Regions from separate parts of the Triticum aestivum genome. Here region 1 is linked to region 2. The links are chromatin contacts, called in public Hi-C maps. All regions are on one chromosome and are shown on one strand. Each heading gives the region's core, a stretch centred on a gene start, on an enhancer-like site or on the middle of the called end of the contact. The rest is flanking DNA. Distances are from core to core; before and after follow the strand shown. Region 1 holds the start of LOC123181603. Region 2 holds the start of LOC123181599.

Region 1 (6,643 bases), core at 3,805-6,304, 480 kb before region 2:
GCGGAATCTTAGGGGTAATATTCCATTCCATCCAGGGTCACGCACGTGAGTGTCGTGGCAGCATCGCGTCACAAGCGTTGCACACGTGTTCCATGGGTTTTCGTATCTCCATGTACATACCATATTTTGTAAGCTGGGCCGTTCTGTGGGATGGTTGTGAGGACGACCAGAGAAGTCCATGGGCTGCGTAATATTTTCAGATGAACATAGACGAGTGATGGACCAGGCCACGAACCAACATGAGTTTACCCCTAAAATAAAACCAACATGAGTTACAAAAATGCTGACAGCTGTGTTATTTGAAAATACCGAAGTGCGCACGAGCTCCACTAAAAATCTGATTTGAAATTTGAAAATGAGATTTGTTTTTTTCAGAAATCATCTAAAACTAAATCCACATGCATATATAAAAACAAAGTTTCATATTCATATATTTATCATTTTTGTGCAGCCATATATAAAAAAAGGTATATACACATCCATGTCAAAAGAAATTTTAGAATTATTTGGTTTGGCCCTTCAAATATCCGGCTCACTAGCACCTGGGATCGGAAAGTCATTTTCAAAATAAAGTAAGTTTTTCGACTACTATTTTTTCTAATTCTAGCTCTACATGAGATGAAACAAAGTGAATAGTACTACTAATTAGTAAATGTGGCAACAGCAAGAAGCACGGTGGATATCTGAGTCGCATGACACTTACAGAATACACATAGAAAATGGCCTAGGGATGGGTCCAAACCCTGCTCCTGCCAGCTGATAACCCATCTTTGCCTGCACCCTGCAGGTGCATGTGAGCAGATGACAGCCACATTTTGCAGATACAACCTCATCAAAGCCACAAGTTCGGCAGCTTAGCCTCTTCGTGCTTACAAGAAAAGTCAGACTGAGATCAAAATTCAACATGTCTACGCTAAAAGCTTGACAACTTTGAGCATATCTACTCAGGGTCCAGATTGTCTGCATGACCCTAGGATGGCGGGCTAGCACCCAAGATTTGACTGAAAAAATGGCAATCTTTTGCATTTGTGCAAGCTCCTGCCTATATGGAGCAGTAAAAAGGAAGAAAAAAACAGCAATCACCTATAACTTGAACTTGCAGCAGATGCACCAAGACACCAACAAATATACAGAAACTGAACTCTGAAACTACATATGCGCAGTTTGGTCATGATATATGTTGCCCATTATGTAGTTCAAAAGCATGCATCAAGATCAAAATTGCTGGAGGGAAGCAATGGATTATTCAGGTACATGCTAAAGGAATATTTGCTTCTACCTGTACTAATGTTAGCATGTGTGTATATGACCTTGAGGCTGCAGTCCAAAAGGAGAGCGACGTTGTACACGAGAGCAGTGGTCAAGATCCGGTGCATCTATCTTCTTGACGCCTGGAAGAAGGTATGTCCTACAAAACTTTCTTCTCTTGAGAATTGCAACAGCTGTTATGGCCTTCCTAATCCTAGCTTGCTAATACAAAAGGCTACTGCTAAAAACTACATGATGCTTGCATCTTTATGAACAACTGCGTGATGCTTCTATCCTTATGGACAAGACAGCTTCCCCTCCTGTGAAAAAAGATAAACAAGATAAAAAGTATCCCCGTTTGATCTTACAAAACAAAAAGAGCATGATCAACCCCAACGCTGAACGATGAACATGATGGCAAAAATACTGCTATACTCTTCCCATGGGTGAGAAGGGAGGGCCGTTGACCACCGGAGTTTTTGCTTTCCTCCTCTTCACTTTCTTCTTCTCTTTCCCTGTTACTGATCCGATCAACTGCTTCACTTCTTCTTTGAGGAGCATTTTCATTGAACTGGAATACAACTTGTGCTTGAATTTCTCTATACCAATGGCTGGAGAAGCTTCAGAACAGTGGAGCAAAGATATGCAGACTGAGAATGCCTGCAGCGCCGACAGTCGTGCATGGAAATCCACTGAGAAATTTCCTTTCCCGTCTACTTTCATGGAAAGGGCAGGGAGGACTTCTTGGTTACCCTGCTGCAACAGTTGGAGTACACAAATGAAATACTACACTTAGTTGAATATAATGTTAACTAGTGCATTCATCAAAAAGAAGTTTTAACTAGTGCATTGTTGTTGAAATACCACATTTAGTTGAAATGCATTCTTGTTTGCTTCAACAGTTGGATTACACAAATGAAATATAGAAGTTAGTTGAACATATTGTTAATTAGTGCATTCGCCAAAAAGAAATTTTAACAAGTGCAACTGTTAAGTGGCGCAAGTATAACTAAAACAGGGACATAGCTTCTAAGTGGGAACCAAATAACAGTGCATTTCAACCATCATATAGAGAAGTTTCTTTTGATGTGCTAATGAAGTTGTGGGGAATCATATATTGACCCAAGTTAATTACTACTCACCGTTAGTAAATGCACACAGGTGGTAATAATCAAACATGGGATGTGTCTCAACATAAAAAATATACCTTAACAAATAGCTCCATGGGATGCTTGCTTTCGTTCATCACAGAATCGACCCAATAACTATCATATGCATTTTCAAGGACAACGATTGGGCAAGACATGTCCCATCCACCACAGTCACACCTTCCCCCGCTCTTTAGACGGTTAAGCAGTGGTGATGGACTGGTCTCATCATCCCTTGGTAACCCGTGTGCTCCGCCTGCTGTAACCACTTTGACTGTACCAGGTGATGATCCAGTTTTTAATTCTTGGGACCGGGTTTTATGAAACGGCACTTGGACTACAACAGCTGCAACCTCCAAATGAGGATGAAGATCTTCTTGGGACCAAAGACAAGATACCGATGCATCTGAGTTATTCCTTGCAGTATTTTGCCGCTCCATCTGATTATTTCTCTCTAGAGACTCCCTAGAGATTGAATTCTTAACAACATTGCAGAATGGTGGTTGAGTGGAATCTGTAGACTGAACTCTATCAACGGCAGAGCTCCGTCGTGCATGAGCAATGTCATACAAAACAAACTCGCTAGTGGCTGAGTTATTTAAAATACCATCTTCTTCAACTTCAGAGTACAGATAGGATGACACATGCATCTGGCCAACAATTGGAGGCAGCCACCCATGCCTATCCTTGGAGGTCCTTGCCACCGTACTTGATCGTTTGCCGACACTATGGAAAGTGTAAATCCAATTCAGTTCGTTTCCGGATTTCCAAGTGTTAGCGTAAATGGATTCTTCTGGACCCTTGGTACAGAACTCAAAACCAAAAGCACCATTGTCAGGATCCAGTTTAAGAACAGCATGCAAATGAGTCGGCGATGAAGTAACCGTGATAGGCCGGGCTTCCCCACTCATCTGGCATTTAGGTGTGGGCGTTTGTTCAGATCTTGAGATACCACTCAACAAAGATTTGCGCAGTGCACTATCTTTTCCTCTAACTGGTGGATTACCACATTTTGCATCTTCCATTTCCATGAGGGAGGGATTCCTCATAGATTTGGACTTCATGAAAGGATCCAAAATTTTCTTAAATGCACTAGATCGAGCTTTTTTCTTGCCATCAACACCATGAACACTTTCTGATGGACATGTAGCATCAAAAACACCCACCTTAGCTGACAAGGACTTGGGGAGATTACTCACCGAATCTATTCTGGCATGGTTACTCCTATCAGGATGAAGGCCAACAGGAGGTTGGCCATTTGACATTGTACCTTTGCTACTGCTGCTTTCTAGCAAATGAGGAGCAGCATTCGCGGCGGGACACATGGCATTGTCTTCTTCGAGCGATAACCCCGGGAAACTCTCTTTTACATCATCTTTTAACAAATTGCAGTCCTTGCGTGGCCTTCCAAGCCTCAAGTTGTCACTAGGAACCTCACGCGATGAAATATCCAGAAACTCCCTGGCATCTTGATTAAATCCACGAGTTATGTTCATAGAAGACCTTGACTTGCATGAACCGCTCCGTTGCGGAACCAAGTAAGATCCACTTGTGCTAGGCTGAGAGGAAGAATCGACAGTCCCAAATGACATAAACGCATCTCTTTCATATATAGAGTCTAATTTCCTCCTCCCCTCTTGGAGTTTCCTTAGTCTGCTGACATCACTGGAGCTCTGGTACATAGAACCACGACTATGCATGATGCTATCTTCTGGGTTTTCCTCACGGCGTCTTGAAGGCAGACTCTTGCAATGAAAATTTGGGAAGCGGTTGAGGCGCATTTCGCCCGAGTTTCCATCCGAGCATTTGAGTTGTGCTGCCCTGCTAGGACTCTCTGTTTCCTCGTCAATCGGTTCCATGGTCTCCTTAGCTACACTGGGCCGAGAACGGTTCCCCATTTAGGAAACCTGCATTGAAACCATAATACATTGCTCGAATGAGAACAGAGAAAAGAGGACAGTGGCATCAGCCCTAATCCAAGAGAAAACATAGAGTACAACATAACCATTATATGTATCAAGTTCGACAGCGGAGAAACATTTACGTGCTTGAAACTCTACCCATCCTATGCATCAAATCCGTCCAAGAAAGAAAACAATACATCCTATCCACTTCCAGAAGAACAAGTAGTTTCCATTCATTCACATACAACCTCAATCCCTAAGTTCCAATAGGAACATGACAACACTAAGAAAGCAAAAAAATCTAAATCTACTCTCGGATCACACAGTTCATTGTCATTGAATCAGCTAAACCATTCGAAGAAAGGATGAACCCTCGCAGATGGGAATCGAATCCCACCACGAGGTCAGCAGAAAAGGAACCCCTCTCCTCCCATCTGCCGCACTTCTTGAAGAAACGCATCGGCAAACCTGCTCGCCATTAGTTCCTCCTAAAAAGTCCAACCTTGCGGCCAAGTCCCGCCGCCCAAATCTACAGCCAGCCGCCGCCGCGCCCGCAAGCGTCGCAGAGGACCGCCGTATGAATCAAGCAGAAAGGGATCGAGAAATGCCATTACTCACCTTGGAGCGGAGCCGACGGGGAGCAGACCGGCGCGGCAGAAGAGGCAGTGGACTTTACTGGTTCGTCAGTCCTCGCGCATCTGTCTCGTGTGAGTGAGGGAAATATTCTTGGCGGCTCACGAAAATGAAATGGAGATTCCCAAATCCTATTTTGCGCCTTCGCGGCTAGGGACGACTGTGAAATAGATAGAGTTAGGGGGAGCTAGAGTGTAAAGAGCAATCCGCGGCGGAGCTTCGGCCTTCTGGGCTGCTCCGCTGGGCCGGTAACACAGATCTTGTAGGCCAGTGTTAGACCGGCCCGAGGAGGTCTGTGGCGGCAAAAGGCCCATGTACCATCTCTTCTATCTACTCACTCCCCAAAATAAGTACCTCAACTTTAGTGCAACTTTGAACTAAATTTAATATAATAACATTGAGAAATTTATTTTAAGACGAAGGGAGTATATACCAATATAAATTTGCTAAAAAATACTAATATAAAATTTCTCAAGAAAAATATACCAATATAAAGAAACAAGTTACGGAGATTCAACAAATCTCATCCAATTCTTACAAAAAAAAAACAAATCTCGCCGTATCTATCCAATAGTCTACGTCGCTCCCGTGTTTAGCTTTGTTTAGCACAAAACACATTGAGCACCCTCACTAATTAATATTCTCTATTTTTATTTTAAAAAGAATAGTGTTCCTTTTCCTGCCAAGCGGAGTGCTTCGTCCAAGCAATCATCCTTTTTCCGAACATCATTCCGTACAAATAGTCTTAATTGTCGCATATTTACTTGACTTACCGATTAAACTTATCTTTTCTTTGGTAGCAAATAAGTGATTGCAAAATAAAATCATAAAATATATTTAGAGAAGTATATCGTGGGTAGAATTTGGTAAATATTTATTTAAACAATCACATTAATATGTGCAGATAAATTACGGGGTAACGTACTAAAATATGTATACCCCGACAATTATCATGTCTAATATCAACATCAACATTAACCAAATAAGTATACCCTGACTAATATTAACATTCAATTGATATAGGATGAGCTTGGCAAAAAAAATTATGCATTGAGAGTGATTCTATGGAGATTGTTCAAACTATTCAAAATCTAGAGGACTATCGGGCGTAGGAGCGGTAATTACTGATAATTGTTGAATGTTGATGAGTTCTTTCGGTAAGAAGATTTTAAATGGTTGTGTGTGAGAGATAAACAAGTGAGCTCATGCTACTGCATGCTCTAGTGTTCAGTATAATCAAACTCGTTCACATACACGAGTATACACCCACCCCTATGAATGCACGCACGCATACCCTATCTCTATGAGCACCTCATAAAGACTGAGTCGGCACATCATTTTGAGATTGACAAAATCGTCACAAACGCCTTCGTAGTCGACGGAACGTCTCCTCCCACTTAACGCGCATTGTCAGAAGGCCTGAAATAAATCAAGGAAAATACGAGCACCAATGTCAAGTTTAGGACTTGAACACTGGTGGGCTAGGGTGCCGCTATCCTCCTAACCATCTACGTTCTAGTTTTTTGGACAAGAATCAAGGGTGTGGCATGATAAAATCCACTTACTGTAAAGGCGAGTGCTAGGCGCCGGCGGACCGGCCAAAATTTGGGCTGGTCGGCACGCTAGCGTTGGATACAATCACATGTAACCGTCAGATCTAGAGAGAGAAAAAAAGAAAAATCTTAATCCTCTCGCTTAAAAGTCTGAGAA
Region 2 (6,828 bases), core at 4,034-6,533:
GCAGCGCACATGTTTATCCAAGGAAACAAAGCGTGGTCCAACTTAACTGAAAAGACACCGATATTTCGCAAAATGAAGACCATGCAGTAGCATTTGATCTGTCATATAGTATTATGGTAACTGTTACACATGTGTGATTCTCGAAAAACTATTACACATGTACACACAAACACAAAAAGAAAAAAATATACATGTGTGATCACCTCTGATCACAATGTACAAGAGGAAAATCCGCAAAGCCTTCAGACTGCTGTGCATTTTAGCTGTCCAAGAGGCATGGCTGTGACGGGCTGCCCAAACTTCATCTAGTCTAGACAAGCTGCACGGCTGGGAGGTTTGCAGGTCGAAACTTCCGCTGTCATGCATCAGAGAAGTTTCTTCCGCTGCAGTTATACACACTTCGACGAGCAAGACGTCGTTGAAGTTCACACTCTCATTACTTTACTCAAACAGGCCAAACAAAACAGCCCGTGTTATTCTGCCACGTAAAATGGTGTTATTGTCAGCATGAAAACCTCTACAGTTATACCTAGTGTATATACCCCTCACAAAGCACCACCGACAGGGGACCTGATCAGAGCTTCAAATCCACAAATCGAAAACAGCCTCATCGATAAGTTCGTCTAACACAAACTCCCATATCTCCACAACGATCCCTTCAGTCTTCGACCGAATGTCCATCCATGTCCGAACTTCGAAATCCTTTTTTATTGTATGGTCTAATGTACTTGGAAAACTATGTCGGAGGTAATCGTCAACATATTTGTCAACTTCTGCGACGAGGTCTTCTCCCACTGGAGGTGCCCGTATGTCGTGTTTGAGAAACGACAACCAAGAAGAGAGTCTAAAATATCTCTCCTGGATCTCTGTTAGAGCTTCGCAGATACAGTCAAACAGAATTTTCAGATCATCTATTTGATCACCTTGGTTTGGTAGTTCTTCCAACAGGCAAGGGCTGATTAACTCATCCTCCAGATACCATACCTCTAAATTCTGTTCTGCGCATAATTCCGAGAGCTCCAAAACCAACTTTATATAATCTAATCGGACATTCTTGTCCTCCCAAAAGACCTTTAGATCTGATTCGTTATCTGGGAAGTACAGGGCTCCACGCAACTCTTCATGCAGATCACCTGTATGTCACAAAAGGGTTAAGTCATACAGATCTATTTGAACAGATTGTTTATTACTGGGAATGGGCAAAAGGGTTACATATATTTATGTAATTGGGCTCACATTGTTTAATGTTTTCGCATTCAGGATCTGCAACATCTTCATAGAATGAATCAAGAACAGACACAGGACTGGGCTGTTCTTGCTTGTCATGGCTTAGCTCGGGGGAACAATCTGAGATAAATTTGGCCGATGCTCTTGGTTCAGGTGTTCCTGGTTCTTGCTGCTCCAATTCAACAATGCTCTCAGGATAGCTCAACAAGATTTTAACAGGTTCTTTTCCTTGCTCTGCTTCCTCTATCATATCCTATAAATGAAACATGCGACGTTAACATAAATAATATCGCAACAAAAACATGAGACAATGCTATGTTTTTTTTGGAGAGCTTACTGGCTGCGGGCTATCTCTGCATAGTTCTGCTGAGATGGATTGTGTGTTGCAGATTGTTTCAGAACAATCTATTTTTCCAATTTCTTCCATACATATGGTGTCTACCACATCAGTAACATCTCCTTGTCCTGCACAAGATTCTAGAGTTATTTCTGTTTGATGATAAAAAATATGTACCACTCAATTCAACCTGATGATTCATGCAACTATAGAAGGTTACCTTCTTGTGGTTCTTCTTTCATGCTACATTTGTCCTGAACAACCACCTGATCATCAACTGCTATACTAGGACAATGTGCAGTGTTGCTCAGTGAGTCGTCCCATGATTGACTGCTCTCTTGTGTAGTTTCTTCACTGTCAACCATGGGTACAAGGCAAGAATCCGTCTCTTCAGGTGAGAGATCAGTGTGGCATTTTCCACTACGGCTATTCCTAGGAGATGACACATCGCAGTGAGGGAGCGAAAGCATTCCTTCCAAGGATTTTGAGACCTGGGCTGTTGGATAGTTGCCGGACTTATTGTTATCCTTTAGCATATCTGTTAAATGCTTCTTGGCCTCCTTGTAGAAGATAGAATCATCTTGTGGCACTGCTATATGACCACTAATTTCAGTCTCGCCGCCATTTTGTTGCTTTTGCTTGCTGCTGGTTGAAGGTCTGGCGATGTCGTTCTTAAAATTTGATGCAGATTTGTCTGCCAAGCTCCCTTGTGTGTGATACCCAGAACTCTTCTTCGTTGCAATCATGGAATGCCAACGTGAAACTCTTTGAAGGTCGTCTGCAGGTGCTGCATTTCTTTCTCTTCTTGTCTCACCAGTCACAATTCTGAATCTCCTCCTGACTTCTTTGATTGAAAATTTTGAGGTTTCCCTCCCACTGTACTCTGGAGTTTGAGAGGTACTAGGTTGCTGATGTAAATATCTTGCACTGCTTGTCACTGTCTGATCAATTCCTTTTCCTGGATTTGGCTTCAGAATAACTATTTTGCTAACAGGCTGAGATCCATTAATTCCTTCTGGTAGCATCTGCTTTATTTTCGACTTGTCTTTCCTCCAGAAGAACATATGTTTGCTCTCCTTAGCCTGTGCCGGTGCAGACAAGTCATGATTTGAGCCTCTTGTCTCTTCAAGGGAATTAGTTTCTCCAAGATTTTTATTGGGCTCTAACTTGGTTGTCAATCTACTGTTTTGGTGGTTTCTGATATTGTCCAACATATGTGAATTAGGCTTCTGAAGCACCTTCAGGAAAAGTTCCTTGTTTGAACCCAGTATCTCCAGAGCATCCTTGAATTCCTTGGACTGAACAGTCCTGCTGCTAGAAATGCCATTACCAGCCAGTAGCTTTTCTCCCTTGCTCTCTTGAGGTTGCTCACAATCAATATTGGATTGAAGATTGCTTAAGTCATTAAGCTTCTTATGGATTAGGGACTTCAATGAAGGACACAATTCACTATTACTCTTGCAATCATCATGTGGACATTCATTGTGGCACCTATAAATCTCACCTAAGAAGCTTGCCAAGACAGATTCGAGATCATATTCAGCGTGGTTCAAGCTCTTAGAACCCTCAGAATCCACTGACCCAGATAAACGAGACACGGAGATATCCGTGCCGTGATTTAAAGTTCCTGTTGTGTTATTTGTATGCTCTGAATTTCCATCAAGAGATAGGTCATTTCCCAGATCAGCTAATCTTCTCTGAACCTCGTTGTTTGGAACTGTCCTCAAAAGATTCACACGCCCCAATTCTTCCTCCATAAGTTTTTTGACGGTTGGTTGCTGCAAAGGGCCGTTTTCTATGTTCTGAAAAACAGAGAAAGTAAAACAGAACTGTTTTAGGAAAACCGATGTTTCTGTATGGATCCATGATACTCGCAGATTTGAAAAATTATGGTTTCATTTACACACAGCAGTCAATGAAATGGTTTCATTTACACACAGTAGTCAATGAACTATGAAAGTGAATTTACTCCTGGGACCTTAATTTTCTTAGTTTGTTTAACTTACATCATCTTTTTCGATTTCCTCAAAATCCCTAGGCCTCTTCCCTGAGTCCCTTCCGTCTGAAAAAGAAATATAGTGTCCATCATAAGAATATTGTGCAATAACATTACAAGTCAAGAGAAAATTCAAGATGCACATTCCTTTGCTGAACTATCTTAACATTCATCATTTACTAGTTCTGGATTGGGCATCAGAAGCAGTGACCGATCTTATTAAACTCAACCTAAAAGTAGCGCAGGGAATGACACGACTCATCCAGCCACACAGGTTGCACTTCTAAACTGTAAATATAATTCTGCGAAACAAGCCAGTGAAAGCAACCAAGCAAAATCACCTCTTTCGATTTTCTTATAACACTACGCAAACTCGTTGTGTGGTTTTCGTGTGAAACTAGTAACCTTACTGGACAGGTGACAGCATCTGAAATTCAAAAGCAACTTGAACCATCTGAATTTGGTAGCAGCAATGAGCCTATGATGCGTAAAAGAGATGATTTTATTTTGACCTGTGATCTCCCGGAGCTTATGCCTCCCGCCCGCCTGCTTCGCGTCCATCAGGAATCTGGGGTCGCGGCGGAAATAGACCATGCGCATTAGGCCCCAGACGCAGCCGACATTGGTGTCGTCCTGCGCCGCGGACCGCCTGTTGCTTCGCCTCCCCATTTCAGAACAATCTGCTGTTTCTTGTCTCTTGTACTGTTTTGTACAGTTAATAATCTCTTGGATCACTGCACGTAGATCAACACAAGTTAGCAGCCGGATTTTGAATTGCGAAGGAATGATATCTCTCTGAACTCTGAAGACAAGATGGGTAGAACTGAGACTGTTCGGCCGCAGAAACAGGGGAGATTGGCAGATATCTGATGAACCCAATAATCAATCAAACTAGTACAGTAAATCTTAATGAAGCAAATGGAAGTTTCTGATAAAAAAAACTTTGCTGAACAAATCCAGCTAATTATCAGCTATACTCAACAACTATATCTGACAAGCTCACATCTTGTTGCAAGCATGAGAACTCACCAGACTGTCAATTGGTTAAAACAAGAGGGGAAATGAACCCAAACAGCCAAAACAAATCCCCACCAACAGAAAACACCGCAGATCCCAACTAACGAACACACCCACCCATCCACCCATCCATCCAAGAGAGATCACGGGGAACCTACCTACCTGACGAATGAATCACAGATCACGACCGGGGGGAAGCCTCAGCAGCCGGCCGCTTTCCCCTCTCTCTCCGGCCTCTTCTCTCCAGTCTCCTCCCACATAGAAACAGCCACCTGGAGAATCGATCCTCACAGCGTCGCCTGGGTCTGGGTCTGGGTCGGCCCTGCGCTGTCGCCCATCCTTCGGCTTTGGGCGGGCGGGGAAGAAAGGAATCGGTGGGCGTGGGCTGCTTTGCTCTTGTTTTCTTCTCTTTTCTTTTCTTTTCCGTGGAGCGGGAATCAGCTCGCCCAACCCAAGCTACCCCTACCCGGGTCAGCGTCGGCTCCGCTTTGGTTGCTTCCTTGGTGGAAAGGAAAGGAATGGAGTGGAACGGGACGGTGTGGATGGAATGGAACGGAGGGAGCGCACCGGGCGGGGGGCGGGGCTACGGCACGGTAGCAGGCCGCCCACCACATGCCACTTTCGGCGAGTGCGCCAGCATTTTCTCGCTCGCGCGGAGAAAAAGCGGAGTGGAGGTAGGCGACGCCCGCAAGCAAGCAAGCTGGAGGCGCTCTGATCTGGTACCTTTGTCTCTGCACTGCACTAGTAGTATTATTTGAGCATTAGCACTAGTATATGAGGTAGAGTATTGGACAGAGTGGTCTTAAAAAAGAGGGGATTATACAGGCTGCATTAACCAAGAAGGCGATGATTATCGGAGGCGGAGGGGGTTTCGACCTGGAAATCTCATTCCGAAATACAAACGGGGTAAACATGTGCTTGCAACCCAACCCAACCACACGCGTGAGGGATACCGTCATGGTTATCGGATAACGATGCCGACGGTGATGGTTTGTTACCTATCAGCTGTCTCAGGCCGCCGGCTTTTATATTCCCCGGAAAGAAAAGAGGTGCTGCCCCACTCAAATCCTCATCAACAGTTGTGGTCTGTAGTTGTAGTTTATATGCAGACAATTAAAACACTGTTTCTTTGTTTTGCCGCCACTATTAGCAATCAATCAAACTGCTAGTCGGTCATGTGGTGTGCTTCACTTTAGCCATCTTATTACAATAATGTGTTTGAAGAATTTCTTTTGGAGCGTACGAGCTACAGGAATTGCCTCCGGAGTAGTATCTAGACAAAATTCATTTTGAATAATACCGTTTTGGCATGTTCAAATCTTCAGTTGGTGGCGTTATATGGTGAGGCGGGATTTTATCAAGGTTTAGGGTTGTACGGAACATGTTTGGTTTGATGTGATTCCATCGATTTTTTTAAGGGATGTTTGTTTGGTTTGTATGACTGGAAATCGTAGGACATACTCCTATGGTGCATTCTGCATGCAGTTTCGAAAAGAATAAAATCTATTGAGGTGAACCCCATGAATTTTCTATGATAATTATACCATGCACCTAAAGATGTATCAAAATTCCTGCATTTTTCTACAATGCAACCAAACGGTTTCTTTTATTAATTCTTGTGTTTTCGATTCCGGTAGGTTTCAATATCTCATGCTATTCCAAACATGCTTCAGATGTTCAAATCTTCAGTTGGTGACGTTATATGGTGAGGCAAGATTTGATCGGGGTTTAGGGTCGTATGGAACATGTTTTCTTTTTTGCGGGGTAAAACAGAGTTTTATTCCATCGGGGTTTAGGGTCGTATGGAACATGTTTTCTTTTTTGCGGGGTAAAACAGAGTTTTATTCCGTGGTAATAGGGTTACAATCTGCTAAAACAAGATTCTGAATAAAGGGGGGGGGGGGGGCTCGCTGTAACCAACAAGCGGTACTGCGAGCTGTGCGAGCATGATTAGCTAGATAGTGAGAAACCCTATTTTGAGAACAGCCTATCTTAACCGGAACAAACTCCCGCTCCAACATAAGCATCTTTATATCTTCCATCAAGTGACCATAAGGCAATTTGGCGAGGGAAAATTTTGACAGTGAAGAAAGAGCTCCCGCGGAGTCGGATTGCACCAAAATAGGGAGAGTAGATCGTTCAATGGCCAATGACATCCCTTCCCGTATAGCTATAATCTCCGCCTCGAGTGCATCATTGCAAAAGAAAAGAAAGTGACAAGCTGCAAAAATAACCTCCCCCAAGTTGTTAT

Evidence for each region. Hi-C and Micro-C count contacts between places; a contact is called where the count stands out from the background.
Region 1: a contact with region 2 is called in a Hi-C map of leaf, with 5 times the contacts expected there. The contact joins the promoter of LOC123181603 here to the promoter of LOC123181599 in region 2. A contact is called at or near these places in 2 of 5 Hi-C or Micro-C datasets (both in leaf).

What each region holds. Positions count from the first base shown.
Region 1 is chr1D:300,641,684-300,648,326 of IWGSC CS RefSeq v2.1, reverse strand. It overlaps LOC123181603, which reads right to left and starts at 5,054. Exons shown (of 3, transcript XM_044593912.1): 1 at 4,919-5,054; 2 at 2,456-4,303; 3 at 1,407-2,001. The coding sequence starts at 4,294. The coding sequence ends at 1,678.
Region 2 is chr1D:300,165,319-300,172,146 of IWGSC CS RefSeq v2.1, reverse strand. LOC123181599 reads right to left here and starts at 5,283. Exons shown (of 7, transcript XM_044593904.1): 1 at 4,736-5,283; 2 at 4,073-4,294; 3 at 3,571-3,626; 4 at 1,785-3,366; 5 at 1,565-1,692; 6 at 1,237-1,480; 7 at 64-1,133. The coding sequence starts at 4,229. The coding sequence ends at 583.